2 separate regions of the Drosophila melanogaster genome follow, and region 1 is linked to region 2. Evidence: chromatin contacts called from public Hi-C data. All regions are on one chromosome and are shown on one strand. The core of a region is the stretch at or near the end of the contact, and the rest is flanking DNA. Distances in the headings are between cores, read along the strand shown.

Region 1 (3,753 bases), core at 192-2,691, 310 kb before region 2:
ACAAGGCCAGGGCAACTATGTGCCAACGACCAAAGACCTGGCGACAACCACTGCAGCATAGCCGGACCATAACTGGACCTCTCACGTAATAACGTATAGAATTTCAAAAAAAAAAAAAAAAAAAAAAAAAATACAAATAAAGAGCAGCTCAGGAAAATTAAAGAATCTCTTCCTCCTGTCACAACTTTCACATGAAAGTTCTTTCAACTTGAGCGGCCAAATATGGCAGAAACACGACCAGCGACCAGGAAACTGATGGCGAGCAATGCGAGCAACTTCTGGTGCTGCACAATCGATCAGGGAACCATATTTAGAAGAGCCTATCCATAGTTATAGACATTTACCTCCACCTCCTGCTCCTCCTCCGGATTTCTGTAATTTTCCGTTGCGACGACGCTGCGGCGGCTTCTTCTTGGTGACGGATTCCGAGGAGGCAATAGCCAACATCGATTCCGAGTCGGCAATGTTACTTTCAATGATCAGGCCACTTTTGGTTTTGTGACGTCTCGATGATTGCGGTGACTTCTTCTTCTTATCGGGACTCGACGCAATTCGAGCTCCTGTCCAGGACACAATGTTCTGCTGGAGTTCCGTGGAGTTGTCGTTGAGCGGCATGCTATAATCCTGTAGGTCCTTGGCAGTGGAGAATCCACGCAACCGTTTCCGCTGCCTTTTGGCCTGACAGTGGGTGACCAGCAGGATGAGGATCAGGCCCAGTGGCCATTTGATAAAATTTCCGATTTGCATGCTGGACGAACTGAATGCACTACGATCACTAATGACACATTATATTCCGTTCGACTTTGAACTTGGATATATTTTCTGTGCTCTTTTAATAAAACCACTTGAGATGCAGGCACTTATTCCTTGGTATTTTCATTCATAATATTTTTTATTTTCACTGCACAGATTGTTCTTTTTTTTTGTATTATTTCTTTTTCAAATCATTTACGATTTCCGCTCGAATTTTTTCTCCACTTTTTTACGCATTTGCTCTTGCGAATCTTTCACTTTATTTGCTCGATTTTGCGTAGACTTCTTGCAACTTTGCTACTTCAAGATTTTTGCGCTATTTAATTTTATTTTTGTTTCAGACACATTTCCCACTTTCCTGCTCAGCGACAAGCAAACATTTTTCTCGCCAGCTATTTTCGTATTTTCGTATCCTCGACGTGAAGTGTAAAAAGTGAACAAAAATCGATCTTGCGTTGCAGGGAAACTCGGAAATGGCATACAGAATTTTGCATTCACTTATTTATTAGCAGTGGCTTATCGCATAATTGCCGTTTAATTTTATGACACATAAATAAATCGCCAGAGCAGCGGCCGCACTATTCGAACGCACTATCATCTAGAATCCAGCCATCGCACAGGCAAAGCACAGCACTCGAGACCCGTCGCGTGTCTTGCTTCCTACGCAAACGACCGTCAAACACGAACTGATCGCAAGCGCTGCACTTCAGACCAGATCCGTGAGAGTGTGGACCTTGTGGATCGCATTCGGCGGCTTGTTCCTTTTGCAGCACTTCGTTCAGATGTTTCTAAAGATGGAAAGCTATTCCTTTTCTATGATGAAAACTTACATATACAAAAAATGTATATTTACAGGAATGATATTATTAATAATGTTTGAGTTTGCACATTGAAGACATAAATGAAACAAGAGTGCAGAGCCAAGAGGAAGTGGCATTGGCCTTCTGGGAAATCTAACACCTAGGAATGGGTTATGGTTTCTAATTAGGTACATGCTTTATTGATCTTGGCCGATAATAAACTGCATGACCTTTGCCCGAGGAGAGTTTACACTGTGAATAATTAGGGATAAGTGTTATGATCTTAGGATACCTCCAAAACTGAGTCTAGAATTTGTCAATTTAAACTGAAAACAGTATTTAATTTGTTTATCTTAATCTAAAGCATAAATTTAAAGGAATTTTTATACAAACCTTTAAGTGTAAATATACTGCGAGTTTGTCTTAACAATTAATCAGGTAACCCTTTGCATTTCCTATTTACTTCACTATTTCCATAGTTCAATGCCAGCTTATCAGCTGATTTATTTACATCGCTATCAGGGCAAGTTACGATCCACAAAGGTGAGTTTGCTGATTTACCTGTTGCTCTGGTGAATGTTGCAAGCCAAATCGTTTAACTTTAGCAGGTAAACAGGCTGCAAGTGGCCGAGCCAGGAGTCGGGAAATTCCCGGGGTGCTAAAAAAAAACATTTGTAGTCCTGCGAGCACCTTGCACTTGAACCGCCTTTGTTGTCCGTCGCTTGTTTTCCTTTCCAGCCTTCGCCACATGTTTTCCACTTTATATCAGTTTTGACAGTTTCGCATTGAGGGTTCCGACCTTTTTGCCGCTACTTTGTTCTGACCCTCGATGTCCTACGGTCATTTCTGATTATCCTGCGGTGCTTTTGTAACGTCGTCACGGCATTTCAACAGGTGAAAAGAGCCCCTGGCGAGTGGAGCGAATTGAGGCACTTAACGCCAGTTTGAATGGTTCCCAAAAGATATCTGAAAGATATTTCCTGCTAATACGACCATACTCATTGGACGTTTTACGGTGGCGCACGTTTCATGTTGCCCGCGGTTATTTGCAGCCCAATCGTGTGGCCCTTACATAAATACCTCATTCTTCCTAATAAGTTTGCGTTTCATTTGCCAGTTTGCAGGGCATTGAAGGGTGGGAAAAGCACAGGTAGACGATGTTCTGGGTTCTACATTCCCCAAATTAAATGCAATTTATTGTTTCAAGATTCTGAGAATAAATATCTATAGATTTTCTTTGTTAACTTTAGCTGTTTTAAAAATTCGCATTACATTTACTTAAATTTTTCTTTTATTTTAAGTCGCAAGATATACATTGTACAAATTAGGATGTATGCCCTTCGTTTAGTTGAAGTTCGAAACTCATAAATAAGCAAGGAATCCAGAATGGGCATCCCCTCTTTTTATCTGTGTTGCAATTTGTTGATGCCTTTGCTGCTGTTGCTGCTGCTCTGGCTCGAAGAGCATTTGTTGAAGCGTGAAACAGCAGTTTCACGAGCCGGCTAAAAGAGGTGCAATTGTCGATCCCTTTGGCCCTCGCAAAGGATTGGGAATCGAGAGTTGCCCAGCCTTCTGGCACACCCGCACACACTTCTGGCACTTTATCCATTGTCGATGCGCCGTTTAAATTGGTTCGTTTAACAGAATCGAATACCAAAACCCAAGGCGGCATCGAATGAAACGAGCCCGAACGAGAGATTGGAAGGAAATAAAAGGGTTTTTCTTTTTTCTTCAGCTTGTGCGCATGCCCGGCTTTAAGTGCCCGACGTACTTGAGGATAACGATGAGTATGCGGAGGATAATCATGGCGGCGGCGGCGATGATGATGTTGTTGCCGCTGCCCTGATGAGGCTGCTGATTTCGGCGTGATTTATGCATCTTAATTGAAATGATGGCTTACAAATTGTTTGGCACAAGTGCACCAAAAAGGGTTAGGAACTGAAAAGGAAGGAGGTAGCATTCGAGTTCCAAAAAAGGAGTTCCTGGAAGGAAGGTTGCTGTGGCTTAGGAATGCGATCAACGCACGACAGGACTTCCTGTTTGCAATCACTTTACTTATTATATTATTTATTTATGGAATATTGTGGATATAGGGTTCTTTCGGTTCAGGATTCATATGGCATGGTGGATATATGTATGTATCATCAATTTAATGCTTAAAATGTAGTTAGTAACCATTATTTGTAGCTTGCTTACTTAC
Region 2 (3,747 bases), core at 1,150-3,649:
AATACTACACCCCTTGCCAGTGGAAATGTGGTTGCCCATCAATCACAGCTGTAATCACATCTCTCCTTTGGAAAGCTATCGACAATCGTGCGGCACTTTGCTGGCTCAAGTTACAGCCAGTCCAGAGATCAAATTTATTTTTCCACTTACACTCGAACTTCTTAAGGCGTACACCTCGATGTTAATTAATTAAATTAAATTGGCAAATTAGTGGCTACATTTTCTAACCAAAATCGGAGTGTTGGCCAAGCAGGCGTTGACCAAAATCGCCAGGAATGCAAGCGACAGGGTTAAAAAAAATTGTTGCGTCAATCGAAGAAAAATGCTTTTTGAGGTGCTGGCCGTTAAGGCGATTCTCTTCAAACACCTGAAGAGCTCCAATTAAAATAATTATGAAATTAATTCGAGCCAAGCGCAAGCGATCTCAAATCTCACAAATCATTAGACACGAAACCGAGGAAAAAAAATAAATAAACTAAGCCAAAACTGGCTGCTTCTTGTCATGGCTTGCAACTCGGCTTAGTGATGCAATCCAAAGTGTGTCAACAGCTTTGGCATCAAGTCACCGCATACAAGTGGAGCTCTTAATGCCCAATTGCAGATCGGTCCGCCTGGCTATCCAGCCAGGCCATAAGTGCTGGATTTTCCGCTTTTCATTTGCACTTTCCATCACTGACACCATGACATAATTATTTTCCAAACCCCCCCGTATTCGCCCGCTGTATCCACCGAAAAAGTGCGCAAAGTAAATAAATGAATAGAAAATAATAAAATAAACCAGCCGAGCCTGATTAGACCCCTCGGATCGAGCAACTGCAACCGGATTCTGGCCATGCTTGGTCAACACTTGGCCGCCGCCGTTGTTTTCCTCGCTTTTCCCACTGCGCAGTTGAAAATGGCCAGGCGGTGGTTTTTGTGGATTTAATAGTTTGTTTGTCTGCTCCAAACAATTGCCTAAAATTAATAACTATTGATTGACGCTAATAGGGAATCAGTTATCATCATTTATCACAAAAACATTCGCAAAATTGTGATGTAAGCGAGCTGGTTCTTTTATTTATTTTTTAAGATGTAATTAATGACCATTTAAATAAACATTAATAATTGACGATGTTTGCTATTTGATAACCACTATTAAACACTTTGCTTTTCAAATTTCTAAATATTTGTTTCATAACAATAATTATATTAACAATACCTTTGAACCACTTTATACATAATGCGTATACGCCACATGTGTCCAGTAGTTCAAGAAGTTTGGCAGCCAAGGACGCACGTGGCACCTCAGATGCTACAGGTCAAAACCGGTCGCTTGCATCTTGACCAAGTAAAGTGCAACGGCAGCTCCTGCAGTTAAGCACAGCTGCCGCTAAATCCAATCCATGGGGCTTCCGTTCTCCATACGAGAAGGACAGGAAACCCCGTTTAGATTGGCCAGAATTGCGCAATGCATCTGGTGGCGGACAGAACCCATATAGCGAGCGATATATATGAGAAATGTAATCAAAGTCGGCCATCGAATCGGGGCAATTTATGGATATCGTGGCGAGCGGCTTCCTGGTTGGGCAAATCGAATTCGAAATCAGGTTTGTGGCGCAGGCTCCCCGGGATGGTGGAAAAAGTGGCCACGGCGAAGGTGTTGCCACTGGCTGGGATCGCGGTGACGCAAGAGATGCCCGCAAAGGCAGAGCCGGCAGTGGAACACCTGCGTCCATTTGGATACTTGGCCAGTTGCCAGGCTCCCTGATCCGGAGGCAAAATCAGTTCACTACTCTACTCACTCACCTGGACCCTCATCACCTCGCGCATTTCCGTCTTGAAGGTGGCGCATCTCGGCGGGATCTCCATGCACCAACTGGAGGTCCGCACACGCACCGGCTGCATCTCTGGCACCTGGACGTGCTCCACATATGGCTCCTCGCGTATGCAGATGTTCCCGGGTCCCTGGATGGAGGGCAGAGCCACAACCCCAGCTTCAATATCTTTCACGTTTGTGTTGATCTTGAGGGTGCTGTTTTGTCCTGATCCCAATGGTAAAACCATTGCAAGCAGGAGGAGCAGTTTTCCGAATAGCTTTTCTCTTATCATATTTGTTGTTTTATATTTCACTTCTTTTTACAGCTGAAAGGCATTCACTTTATTCCTCGTTTACCATATCCATCAATGATTACTGATCGCAAATTTTTTTTAATTGATGAAAATTCTTTTGATACCCCGAAAACCTTAATCACTTTTGCCCATCTCCGTTTATTATTTTTAGGACCTTGAACTATTAATTCGCATAACACATTCCTACAATATTTAATATTCTGATCTAGTTCTGGTCCAAACGAGGATCTTATCCGCTTACATCCATCAATTTAAACCGTTTGATGTGCGCTGCGTGTACGTCTGGATCGCGAGTCTCGTAAAAACTGTTTCCCCGTTGGCGGCGATTCTGTTACTCACTCCGAATGTTCCTTCACGAAATAAAGTAAACTACGGAAAGCTACAACAAAATACAGTAGTCATTGCAAATTGTCGTCGAGCCAATAAAGGCCGTCCGGGGTGGCGAGGGACTTGAGATCGGAGAGCGGAAGTACGCACTGCACACCCAATTCTACAATTCATGGTAATTCTACAAAGCGAAAGTGAAATGTAAAGCATGCCGGTGAGCAGCGAAGTCTCCACTGCATGTGAATGAAACTCAACTCCCCAAAGCGATTACACCCCATACCCACTAGCCCCGCGATTGCGGCGAGGGCGATGATTGCATCTAATTGAAATGTTGATCATGTCCTTAACATGCGGCTGTCATTGCGGTGCAAAAACGCGACTACGCCAGTTGTTTTCGTAGTCACTTTTGTTTTGATTTCATTTCAAATCGACTTGCGCTTTTCTTCAGACCCAATTAAGCGATGATCCACAACTGGGTATTAGGTGGCAAAACTGAGATTTGCAAGATATGTTCTAAATCAAATTTAATCAACGATAAATTAGTATATTATATTGCTTTTCAATCTAAGAAAATATGTTGCTTGATTAAAAGTGCCAAGATTAAAATGCGTTTAACTTAAGAGTGAGATTAAATCTACGATAAACATAAACGTAATTAATACTTAAGTGCAAGACATGGCAGTTAAATTTACGACTAAAAAAAACAAGTACCAACAAACTATATCTTTGTTTAATGGTACTAACTAGACTACTTAATATTACAAGCGGATATAGCACCTGCTCAATTATTTGTTTATACAATAAAATCACTTTCAATTTGTTGTCAGCACTGGCAGATTTAAGCAAGCAATCGTGCTGTATTTGTGCTAAAAATAATGTGTGTACGATTTTGTAATTTTAATCAGGATTATACTTACTTATCTCGCTTGAACAGATTTAAATCGCTTTGCACATTCTTCGTATTGCCATTGAAATCATCTCCATTTAAGTTGATTAGAAATATGCGGAAAGTGAGCTGCACCACTCAAGTTACTTAGCTTAAGTGTCGTATTTCTTTGATAAACTTTAGAACAATGCCACCGAGATGACCGTGCAACGCCCCATAATATGCCCCAAACACCCGTCCAACCCACTCAAGTGTTGATTGTCTTGTTTACACCAAAGTTGCTGCTGCTGCAATTTATTAAATCAAATTTATACACAACAAAAAACCAGTTGGCGACTCCATCAGAAACCGCAGACGGGGCAGCAGCTGCAGCGAAAACAAAAGCACAACTATGAAATTGCAGCACGTTTATTTATTTTATTTGA

The links. A called contact is a pair of places that touch in the nucleus more often than the background predicts.
Region 1: a contact with region 2 is called in a Hi-C map of the Kc167 cell line, with 1.7 times the contacts expected there. A contact is called at or near these places in 3 of 107 Hi-C or Micro-C datasets (the Kc167 cell line, the S2 cell line and embryo).

The regions. Positions count from the first base shown.
Region 1 is chr2L:14,260,715-14,264,467 of dm6, reverse strand. wb (wing blister) reads right to left here and starts at 1,441. Exons shown (of 16, transcript NM_165086.3): 1 at 345-1,441. The coding sequence starts at 747.
Region 2 is chr2L:13,956,191-13,959,937 of dm6, reverse strand. It overlaps NimA (Nimrod A), which reads right to left and starts at 2,399. Exons shown (of 5, transcript NM_135847.6): 1 at 1,786-2,399. The coding sequence starts at 2,088.